Regions from separate parts of the Mus musculus genome. Here all the other regions are linked to region 3. A link is a contact called in public Hi-C data. All regions are on one chromosome and are shown on one strand. The core of a region is the stretch at or near the end of the contact, and the rest is flanking DNA. Distances in the headings are between cores, read along the strand shown.

Evidence for each region. A called contact is a pair of places that touch in the nucleus more often than the background predicts.
Region 1: a contact with region 3 is called in a Hi-C map of bone marrow-derived macrophages, with 35 read pairs. The contact joins two enhancer-like sites. A contact is called at or near these places in 1 of 484 Hi-C or Micro-C datasets (bone marrow-derived macrophages) and 4 of 115 datasets of contacts at active chromatin or transcription factors (bone marrow-derived macrophages, embryonic stem cells and pancreatic cancer cells).
Region 2: a Hi-C map of bone marrow-derived macrophages shows a contact between it and region 3, with 31 read pairs. The contact joins the promoter of Smim38 here to the enhancer-like site in region 3. A contact is called at or near these places in 2 of 484 Hi-C or Micro-C datasets (bone marrow-derived macrophages and embryonic fibroblasts), 6 of 115 datasets of contacts at active chromatin or transcription factors (bone marrow-derived dendritic cells, bone marrow-derived macrophages, embryonic stem cells and 2 more) and 3 of 9 other capture datasets (adipose tissue, embryonic trunk and liver).

The regions. Positions count from the first base shown.
Region 1 is chr7:145,185,427-145,189,340 of GRCm38.p6, forward strand. It overlaps a transcript of Tpcn2 not described here. Among named protein-coding and RNA genes, the nearest start is that of Gm45181, 20 kb to the left of the region's middle. Within about 2 kb of position 2,570, at least 11 of the 459 cell types and tissues checked have an H3K27ac peak or open chromatin away from gene starts, as enhancers often do. A contact at or near this core is called in bone marrow-derived macrophages, where this site is marked.
Region 2 is chr7:145,206,181-145,210,169 of GRCm38.p6, forward strand. It overlaps Smim38 (small integral membrane protein 38), which reads right to left and starts at 1,939. Exons shown (of 3, transcript NM_001369202.1): 1 at 1,846-1,939; 2 at 749-825; 3 at 1-401. It also overlaps a transcript of Tpcn2 not described here. RefSeq lists an enhancer at 1-1,516.
Region 3 is chr7:144,990,045-144,993,887 of GRCm38.p6, forward strand. No RefSeq gene overlaps it. Among named protein-coding and RNA genes, the nearest start is that of Ccnd1, 52 kb to the left of the region's middle. Within about 2 kb of position 1,902, at least 19 of the 459 cell types and tissues checked have an H3K27ac peak or open chromatin away from gene starts, as enhancers often do. A contact at or near this core is called in bone marrow-derived dendritic cells and bone marrow-derived macrophages, where this site is marked.

The sequences.
Region 1 (3,914 bases), core at 1,320-3,819, 200 kb after region 3:
TAAAAGAGAAAGAAAGAAAGTGGGAGGGAGGAAAGAAGGAAGAAAGAAAGAAAAACGAGAAGGAAGGAAGGAAGGGAGGGAGGGAGGGAGGGAGGGAGGGAGGGAGGGAGGGAGGGAGGGAGGGAGGGAGGGAGGGAAAAAGGAAAAGAAAAGGCCCAGCTGTCTGAATTTTAACCCAATCTTTGTAAGCTGTGACCCAATTGAGTGAATCCCCAGGCATTCTGAGCCTTAATCTATGAAACTGGATGAGCCAATGCTACTGTAAGACTAAAATGTGGCATCAAGGAAGGGATAAATATATGTGACTAACAGGGGAGTTTCAAACTAGATCAGGATCCTGAGTTCATATCCCACACTGGTACTCATTGGCTATGAGGCTCAAGCTAGTAAATTTACCTAAACCAAGTCACTTTTCATGTATGTGTGTAATATGCATATGTGTGTGCATGTTTTTGCATGAGCACACGTGTATGCACACGTGCATGTACATGACGCATGTAGAAGCCTGAAGCTTCTGTTGGAAACCATCTTCAACCACTCTTTGACCTTAGTCACTGAGGCAGGGTCTCTCAATCAAACCCAGAGCTCACCTGTGTGGCTGGCTAGTCTTGCTCTGGGGATCCTTCTTCTCCACCTTCTGAGGCTGACCCCAACCTTTGGGGCATTTCCATGGATTTCTGGGGTCCTGAAGTCCATTCCTTACAGTTGGGCAGCAATCACGTGAACCACTCAGCCATTTTTCCATCCCACTTAAAAAAGGAAAGAAAGTTCAAACAGATCCTGTCTTACTAAGTTTTGACATTTTGTTTTCCTCTCCCACAGTATATAAGCAACATTCATTCAATAGAAACTATTTCAGGGCTGGGGATGTGGCTTGGTTGGTAGAGTGCCTGCCCAGCATGCACAAGGCTTTCCTCAGCACAACAGAAACCCAGTATGGTGGCACAAACCTGTCATTCCAGCACTGGGGAGGTGGAGGCAGGAGGATCAGAAGTTTAGGGTCACCTTTGGTTACATACCTAGTGTATGGTGAGTGTGAGCTACAGGATACCCTATGCAAAACAAAACAACAACAAAAACAAAACAAGTGTACTTGCGGTTTGAGTTTGCTGTCTCCTCAGGCCAGGGGTAGATATGCAGTCTGAACTTCTCCCACATTTCAGCACAGCAGAGTGACCCCGACTTCAGCCAGGGGCCACGGGGTGGGAGAGGGTGAGAGATTTTGACTCACTTTCCAGTCCTGGTGCGTTTAGCCTGAAGTGGGCTTCCGGGAGGGGATCCCATTGAGAGTCGAGGAGTATCTGTATATTCCAGGAAGGGGGAATTCCCATTCTGGCCAGGCTTCAGGAATGGAGTCACTCACAGTGTCACGGAAGTGGCATCTGGACGGGTTTGCTACAGACTGACTCTGGCTCCTCTCATCTCCTGCCTACCTGCACAGCCCAACACCACGACCATAAGAACTGGTCAGAAGACAGGACCACCTTTTATGGAACCACTGTGGGGGCCTTCTCTGTAGGCAGTCCAGTGTTCCACAAAACTCACCAGACCCACAAACATGACCCCTCAGATTCACGTCCTCTTGGACCCTCCTCTCCCTGAATGAAGGAAAAGTCAAGCAAGGATGCCAGTGTTTTTTGCCACCTCCCTCACATGCCACTTTGAAACACCCAGAAATGCAGCCCAAGCCTAGGGTCAATGCATATGGGGCAGTTTGTGCAGAGGAGTTGAGGGCCCAGAGATGTACCATGCCCACCCTCCAACTTTTCCCAGGGGAACCCCACTACCACTAAATGGTGGGAAACCATACCAACCATCAATAGACCATAAGTCAGCTCCAGACATTGCAGAACTCAAAAGTCAAGGTCCCTTCATTCAAGGATAGCATAGACGCTCTAAGCATCATTCTCAAGCAAGAAACAGAAGCAAGTGTTCCCAGCATCCACACAAAGAGCTGGGTGTGGCAACTCTGTCCTGTAATCCTAGTGCCAGTAAGATGGAAGGCAGAGAGAAGTGTATCCCCAGAAGCCTGGGGGCAGATAGTCTGGCCTATGTGAAGTTCCTGGCTAAGTTCAATGAGAGAACCTACCTCACACAAAAGGGGGAATGCACATAAAGAGAGAAGCTGGAACTGTGCTCTGACCTCTACACTGCACCACCCAGGTCTACACCTGCACCCACAGAGATGCAGCATACGAACACACATACACACACTGCATAATACATGCACATACACACACATAGATGCATAATACATGCACACACATTTGACACCATACAAAAATGCCTAATACATACACATACACAAATGCGTGCACACATGCATATGCACACATATACACACAGAAATGTATACATACATGCATACCCACAGATATACATGCATGTAAACACACACAGACGTGCATGTGTGTAAAAACACATACACACGAAATTGGAACAAACATAAAAAGAGAGATATGAGACAGCACTAGACAAATCTCAGCCAGTGATGTCCCCACAGGGTGACCAGTAGTGCTGGCCACCCAGGAGGCTCCATCTGTGCCAGGCACTTCCTTACCAAGCTACTCCTCCCTCCCCATGAGGTCAGCCTGTGGTTATCTCCGGAGATGCTGATTCACCAAAAACAATGCTAAATTCAGACTCAATTAACTTGACCTTTGCTCTCAAATTGCTAAAGGCTCTTCTGGAGAATCCAAACTGGAGCAGAAGCTCCTGTGTTGGGTGTCTAGGAACCCCACAGAGATCTCTGTGAGATCAATACAGGAGATAATAATATGTTTTGTTCCCATTTCTAGGAAGGGGTAAAGTGTCCACACTTTGGTCTTCCTTCTTCTTGAATTTCATGCGTTTAGCAAGTACCCCTTCCTAGAAATGGGAACAAAACACCCATGGAAAGAGTTACAGAGACAAAACTTGGAGCTGTGACAAAAAGATGGACCATCTAGTGATTGCCATATGCAGGGATCCATCCCATAATCAGCTTCCAAATGCTGACACCATTGCACACACTAGCAAAATTTTGCTGAAAGGACCCAGATATAGCTCTCTCTTGTGAGACCATGCTGGGGCCTAGCAAATACAGAAGTGGATGATCACAGTCAGCTATTGGATGGGTCACACGGCCCCCAATGCAGGAGCTAGAGATATTACCCAAGGAGCTAAAGGGAACTGCAACCCTATAGGTGGAACAACAATATGAACTAACCAGTACCCCGGAGCTCTTGTCTCTAGCTGCATATGCATCAAAAGATGGCCTAGTCGGCCATCACTGCAAAGAGAGGCCCATTGGACTTGCCAACTTTAGATGTCCCAGTACAGGGGAACGCCATGGCCAAAAAGGGGGAGTGGGTGGGTAGGGGATTGGGGGGGGTGGATATGGGGGACCTTTGGGATAGCATTGAAAATGTAAACGAGGAAAATGCCTAATAAAAAAATTAAAAAAAATAATGTTTTGTTCACTAAGAACCCAGTACACAGAAAAAAGTGTGAGAAACTGTGTCAGACGTCAGAGACATTCATGTTCTCACCCAGAAGGAAAGGGTTCAAGCCACTCTGATGATGTCAAGACTTGATTTTACATTTTGGATGGCGGAACCACAACTCTGACCCTCTAACCCCATCCTGACCTGGGAGAGAAGATCAGTCCTTGGGCAGAGCCAGCGTCACCAGTGCATCCCCTGGAAAATAAAAGGCCGCTCTGGAAACCATCAGAAAACATTAAAGACTAAAACTACATTTGGAGCCATCACAGTTCGGGGGAGTGAGTCCATTCTGTTGAGAGCTGCTGTAGATAAGGGGTCTGTTTATTGAATTAGGTAGGGAAATGAAGAAAATATCCTGAAATTCATGGCTGAAAATATTCCATTTCTGAACCAAGACTGTTTGCTGTTAAAAGGGAGGAGTGGCCTGGC
Region 2 (3,989 bases), core at 689-3,188, 220 kb after region 3:
TGGGGCTATAGGCGGCCTCCTTGGTCAAGAGGCCCGTGTACCATTCATGGGGAGCTAAGCACTCCGTGCACCGACAATGGCAGCATTGTCCAGAGGCCCTGGCCGCGGGAGGCCTGCGGGAGCCCGCCTCCCGTGCTGTCCCCGCGGCCCCTGCCTGCCAGGCTGACGTAATCCCCAAACATCTCCCGGCGGCAGCTGCAGGGCGAAGCGGCCGCCTCCTCCAGGCCTTTCCGGCTGCCGCAGACAATCGAGCCCTTTCTCTCCCCAATTAGCTATCACTTCTGGAGGCCAGCACGGTCCGAGGCTGGGCGGGCTGTACAGCAGCAGCAGCAGGCCCGCACCGAGCAGGGGCCACGAGGCTTGCAGGGAGGCCCGGCCCAGCAGGGAGGGCGGCAGGGAGACTGTGCGATTGAAAAGAGGAGAGAGGCACAGAGAGGGGGGGAACAGTCGGCTGGAGCCCAGAGGCGACCCCAGACATGGCTCAATTAGCACACAGGCTGTGCGCTGAGTCCCTAAGGCTGCCCCAGCCTGTAGTAGCATGGGGGTAGTCAACACAGACCGCCCCAGAAAGGGTCTGGAACCTGGAGGAGTGGGTTTAATCTCCCTCTCACAACCCCGGGAGGGCAACCTCTAGAGATGGGCTGAGCACCACCTACCCCAGCTCCATAGGAGGTTTATGGGAAGGAACCCCTATAACCCACTTCCAGCTTCCCACGCAGGGCTGTTGGCTGATTAGCCTGGGACTCACTGAGTGTCGGTGAGGAAGATGCTCACTTCCTTAGACCTCAGGTTCCTCTCTGGGAAATGAGGTCAGAGCCCCCTGCTCTGAAAGACAAAGAGAGAATACTTAAATAGGCCCAGCACCCTTAGAGCAGCCGCTCTGAGGACACACCTCCAGAATTTTCCAGAAAAACAGCATCTGTCTGCCAGTTACATGTGCTCATACATACACGTGTGACCACACGCATGTGAGGACTCTGTCCCCCTGTGTGAGCTACTCTGGCCCGGACCCTGTCCCCAGTCTGGCCCCTCACAGCTGAGGTCTCCTTAGATGAAGAAAAAACTGGCTTGCTCTCCCCTACTTCTAATGCCAACCCTGTGTCCCACTAAGCAGGACCTCACCTGCAGCCAGGGGCACTGGGAGAAGTAAGAATACTTGGCCACAGGGTCCTTCCTGGACTTTCAGCCCAAGTTGTCTCACCCGGAAGCAGTCCAACAAGCCATGAGACATGCAAGGGGGCCTTCCACGTGGAGAATTGTAGCCTATCACTGGTCGCCTCTCTCTATTTCTGAACTCTTTCCTTCATGGCATTAAGAGTATTCACCCTGTATAGCCTTTCTAGAAGATTTCAAATAACGACAAACACAAAGGACTGGCAGGCAGCACATCATAGAATGGGAAGTGGAGATTTTGAGAATGGTGCCAATTTGAGGATTCCACAACACTAACGCCAAGTGTGCCAGAGGTATGTAAGTTCCCTGTGTCCACCCTCCGCCTCTCACGCTGCAGTTGGTACATCCCTGGGACTGACCGAGGTTGTCTCCCACTCTGCAGTGCCAGGCCACCCAGTCCAGCACTCAGGACAACATTCTTGAAACATTCCTGGGTTTGCTTTTCTAACGCTCCAAATGTAAGTGAGGATCTAGAAATTAGGAGCCAGGCCTAACCAGAAATTACACCAAACATTTCCTCCTCAGGGGTTTCTGGAATGTCTCAGACAGAAGGCTTTGCTCACTTACCAAAGGAACCCAAGTGAATCTGGGGTGAGAGTCCCCCAATGGATGCCACCATGCTCTTGGGAAGGGAAGAAGCCAAGGGCTTACCTTAGCCAGCATTTCACTCACCTGAGAGGCCACATCTCCGGGTGAGGCTTTCTTGGAAGCCGAAGCTGTCTGACTTGAGCATGGCCACCAGCTCGGGCCTATTACTGGTGGAGCCAAGGTGGCCTTGAACAAAGCTCTGTGTTTATCAAGCACACCATCAGATAGGGAAAGTCAATATTGTCCCAGGTCACATGGCATCAAGACACAGGAGACTCTGGGGTCAAGGAGGCCTGACCCTTCCTGCTCATATGCCTCTGGGAGTCAGCAAGCATAAAGTCTGCCGTGTGTCCTTCAGGGAAGCAAGTGTTGGCCCTCCTAGCTGCTCCTAGCAGAGGAGGTCAGTGGGATGCTGGAGGATGAAGTCAGGGAGGATGGAGAAAGCATAGGAAGAAGCAAGACACAGATGGAGACAGTAAAGACACAGCTTCTCTGCCTGGAGGACACCAGGGTGCTCTCCACTGTGGTAAAAGGGACTCTCTGAGTCACCCACAACTGATGATGAGCATGGTCTGTGCTCTTCCTGGTCCACTAGGGTCTCGCCAGCCTCGGTATTGGGACCACAGGAACTGTCCCCTGGGCAAATTTTTACCAAACCTTGACCATACAATAGATGGGCTCTTGGTCCCCTGGACTAACTCAAGGGTACACAGCCACCAGACATCCCCAAATTGGGTGGAGAAGGCCAAAAGTCAACCCTCTTTTTATGGCTTCCTCCATCCCCACCTTCCTGTTTCCTAGATTTCTCACCGACCTCTTGGACCACCACATCCAGAATCACCTGCTATTGGACACAGCTCAAAGCAACATGAAAGACCCAGAGATAAGTAGTGTTTGCTATGGTATTCAGAGTTCAGTCATGAAGGCTCTTGTCCCTTGTCACAGAGAACAGATCAGGGGACTCTGGCTATCTTCAAGGCTTGAAGAATCCACAGTGACTTCCTACACCTACATGTTCAAGCATTGAAGTGACAGGGACAGGTCCTTGCTCACTGTTCCCTGATATTTGCCAGGTATAAGTCCAGTCACTAGTGAGGCCAGTGGAAGGCTGGTGTGAAAAGCAGAGGGGGTTCCAGCTCCTGCCAACTGTGGCAGTGAGCTTGTGATCTTTCTGACTCCATGTCCCCAGAGCTGGGATCATAAGAGTGTGTCACTATACTTGGCTTTTTTGCACAGGTTCTAAGGATAAAACTTGAGTCCTTACTCTTGTGTTGCCAGCTCTTTACCAACCAACCAATCAACCAAACTGTCTCCCCAGCCCAGTGCTCACTTCCTTTATATCCTGGCCCCTACAGCCTCTGAAGTCTCCCATGTCTATATCATGACTCTCACATGTCCCCTGGTTTCATGTGGTCCGAGGCCTCCAGGGCAGGTTAAAGGAAACCCACATTGCATTAGACCTGATTCTGCCAAACTGTGCTGCCTTGAGCTGGGCTAAGAGTAGGCCTTCCCAGCCAGTGTCAGTAACTACTGTTACTGGCATTTCTTCTCAACATTTGTTTTAAACTATATTTATGGGTGTTTTTGCCTGCATGTATGTCTGTGCACTATGTGTGTGCAGTGCCCACAGTACCCAAGAGGACATTAATTCCCCTGAAACTGGAGTCATAGACAGTTGTGAGCCATCATGTGGGTGTTGGGACTGGAATCTGGGTCCTCTGAGAGAGCAGCCAAAGCATTTCATGGCTGAGCCATCTTCCCAACCTGTTGTTGCTGGAACTTCCAACCCCAATAAGCCCATATAAAAACTATGCAACTTATATGTTTTAAGACTAGATTGAGCAGATCTAACACTATACTAACTTATTCCCTAGTTATAAGACTTCTTGTTATTTGTGGGGGTTTTTGGCCATGTGGTTTGTTCTATCGTGGCTATCTCTTCTTTTGTCTTTTATCCTATTCCATGAGTTCCTGTATCCTCTCTTCAAGGTTCTGCTTCCACATTTTAATTTTTTTCTATATTGTAATTCTGATATTGTGATATTTATTTTATTTTGATTGATTGATTGATTGATTGATTGATTGATTGATTGATTTTAAAAGATTCTCCTCCAAGCCTTGCTTCCAATCCTCATTATTTTCTCCCTGGCTCTCAGTCTGACCTGTGAGCTCTTGAATCCTTTATTCTAGCATCTTCTCCAGCTCCTGTCTTCAAACTTTATTTTCCT
Region 3 (3,843 bases), core at 652-3,151:
CCACCAAATCATAGCTCATCTCTGGAACAAGGGCTGAATGACAGGTCCTCTGTTCTCATAGCAGGCTCCTAGGGTGGACCAGGACTCCTTTGAGGCTCAGGAAGCTGAGGCACAATGAAGCCAGGTGAGTCAGACCAGTTGCCAGGACTCCAGCTGGTCTGGGTATAAGTAGACCTTTGATTCCAAGGAGGCAGTGAGGCATGGAGGGTAGACTAGAATGTTCTAGAATCAGGACTGTGAGTTATGCCAACCATGGAGTCCTTATAGATCATAGGCATCTTCTCATGGGAGATCAACAGGCCTCTATCTGGGGTTGTTGATCCCCCATAATAGAGTAGAGTGGAGTAGACTCTACTATGACTTTTGGAACCCAATTTAAAGAGGGGTGACTATAGCTTGGAAGTCCTTGTGAATAGAGAGACCACTGTGCCTCTCAGACCTTCCCACTGGAGGGACATAGCTGAAGGATGTCCCCAGGATCAACCAACAGAACATTTTGTCCATCAAGTCAGAGAGTGGGGCCTGGGAGGAGAGGCACAGCAGGGAGAACGACTGGCCCAGCTCCCTGCCCAGCCCCACAACAGGGGACTTGGTGACCTGAAGCATGAGGGACAGTCTATCTCAGCCCCATGCTGACTGGGCACCAAGGATCCCAGACAGTGAAGACAGCAGGTACAGAAGAAGTGAACTCCTATGGAAATGAAGTTAGCAAAAGAAAGAGGATTTGAAACAAGCAAACCATATACCATCTCCTAGTTTCATTTCTGTTACTGTGACAAAATACCCTGGAAAAAGCAACTCAAGGCATGAAGGGGCTGTTGCTCACACAATTCTAGGTTACAGTCCCATTATGGAAGTGAAGTCACTGAGGCAGGAGCTTGAGACATCTGGTCACATGATACCTATAGCCAAGAGCTGAAGGAACACCTCCATGTTACCTACTTCCCTCTACCTTCCTCATGCTCTGTACAGTTTGGAACTCTGCCTAAGGAATGGAGCCACCGCAAGTGGGCTAATTTTTCTCATATCAACCAACAGTCAAAATAGTTTCTCATAGAAATGCCTATAGGCCAACTTGATCTAGATAATCCCTCATTGAGATTTTCTTCCCAGATTATTTTAGGTTGTGGCAAATAGGCTTTTAAAACTAACCACGGTGTGTATACAAACACACATGCATACACATGCCTGCAAGCCCACACACACATGCACATGCATTCATATGTGCACACAGATCTATTCTCATGACATCCCAGAGGCATTGTCTGGGTTAATTCTAACAGACAGAGATGAAACCTAGGGCTCCAAGCCACAGTTTACAGTTGAAGGATTTCCCCAGAATCCAGAAGCAAAGGAGCAGAAGACATGGTCACTTGTTTTAGTGCCTCCTACAGAGTGTGCAAGAAGGTTAGATGAACAAACAGAATGCAGGCACAGGGGAGGAAGACCACGGCAGAGTTGAAAATGCAGGGTTGTGATCACACAGGATGTTAGTAATCTTGATGGACGGCTTGATAGGACTGAGATAGCTTAGGATACAGTGGGCATGGACAAGTGGGTACATCTCTTACTGTGTCTGAGGGTTTATCTTCACCCGTGCTGAGTTCTAATCTGACTGCTTTATTAGGAGGTGAGGGCAGATGGCAGAAGCTACTCAGATGTAGATATTGCTTAAGTCTCCTGGGTTTGATCTCTAAACTCCAGTCTTTTAGACGGCCCCAGGGAGTTTACCTGTGAATGATGTCGTATGGTGTTTAGAATGATCAATGCCCACCAAAGGCTCTGACATTTGAATACCTGGTCCCTGGTTGGCAGCTTTTTGGAGAGGCTTGAGAGGTGTGGACTTACAGGAAGAAGTGTGTCACTGGGGGTAGTGTGTCACTAGGGGCAGTGTGTCACTGAGGGAAGTGTGTCACTGGGGGAAGTGTGTCACTAGGGGCAGACTTTGAGGTTTCAGTCAGTCACCATTCCCAGTTCACACTCTCTCTCTACTTTCACTCTCTCTTTCTACTTTCTTCTCACAGTTTGACAAGTGAGCTCAGCTGTTCCATCTGTCATGACTGCCACCTGCTGCCATGCTGTGTCATTATTATGGGCCCCAAACCCTGAAACCATAAGCCCAAGTAAACTCTTCTTTCCATGAGTTGCTTTAGTAGTGGTTTTTGTATAGCAATAGAAAAGCAACTAATTCTGTCAGCTAAGTTTTCTAATTAGTGACAAGTGCAGAGGTTTTCATGGCCATGTATGTGACCCTGGCTCCTTCCCCCAGTAGGTACAAGTGGGTATCCCCTCTCCAGCAGCTGCAGCTGCCAACATGCGGGGGGGGGGCACCTGTAAGGGCTACTTGGATGGCAAGTGATATTTCAGGTTATAAAGTGGAACCCTGTTTGTGTGTGCTGCTGCACTTGGGGATGCTGGGCCAGGCCTAGGAGGCAGTGGCTACATGGACAGCGGGAGAGCCTCTCTGCTGGGTGGGTCATCATGCTTTGGCAGTTCTCGGACCACTCAGATGTAATGGTAGTCTTTCTCATTGGCAGAATGAACTACACTCTGGAAAAGTCCCCGGGTTCCGGTGCTTTCCAAATTCGTAGGGGATTTTGGAATGCACGGGAATCAGGCCCATCTTGGCTCAATACCATGTCCAGCAGCCAGGGTTGAGTGTTCTTTGGGTCAATGGATATGTGTACCAATCTGTACCTCTCTTGCACATAGAGGAAGATCCTGGAGCCCTGGCTTTGCTGGGTGATCAGGAATCCCCTTATTTATTTGGTTGAGGACATGACTCAAGTAGGGCCTAGGGTCTTCCACACCCCTCAAATCTAATGCATGCACCTAATGCTTATAACTATACACTCCTCCTTGCCTGTGTGTATCTTTGTATGTATGTTTATACCTGTGCATGCATAGTCAGAGGTCAGTCTCGGGTGTCTTCCTCATTTTCTGAGACCAGGTCTCTCTCGGATCCTAGGTCTCACCTATTCAGTTTGACTCTCTGCACAGTGAGCCCCAGGAACCCACTTACCTCCGACTCCCCAGCAATGGGATAGCAGGTGCACATTGCTCTGCCTGCCTTTCATGTGGGTGTTGGGCATCCAAATTCGGGACCTCATGCTTGTGTAGGAATCAATTACCAACTAAGCCCCTCCCCAGCTCAATGCCCTCCTTCTCCATCCATTTCCTCTTGCTTATCTTTATTCTTTCAGTCACCCTTTCACTCACTACTCAAGGGCTCACAGTGTGCATGCTGCTCTTCTGGCTAGGGCGTGTGGGATTTCTAGGTTTTGATGAAGGTGTGACTCAGAGGCGAGGGGAACCATAGGCTGCTGCCCAGATGGAACAGAGTGGGCCTGGGCCTCCTCTAGCTATGTCTGCATTAGTACCACCTAGATGGCATCTTGGGACTGAGACTCCAAGCCTGCATGGGGAGTTTCATTTGGCCTGGGGCCTCAATTGCCTCTGCCCAGTCAAAGCAGCCTGCCTGTTATGAAGCTGTTCCAACCTCATTGTTCTGTGGGGAAAGATGGCTGCCCCATGGTCTCCCTTCTGGGACAGTTGCTATCTAGAGGCAGGGTCTAGCCTCTGGAGTTGGGATCCTCGTCATCTATGGGATGGCCCTCCTCTGAAGCTCTGCCCCGCAGTCTGGTTGGCTGGCACTGTTCTACAGTGTGTAGTGGGGCCTGCACAATAGCTTCCCTCTCTCGTTGCCAGCCTGGCCTGTGAACAGGGCTCTGTTGATGCCTGGCTGCTCTCACTCCCAAAGAATTCAAAAAATGGTCCCATGTGTGAATGTGCATCCTGAGACTGTTGGGCAACTGCCTAGAGTGGGGTCTTGGAAGGCAGAGA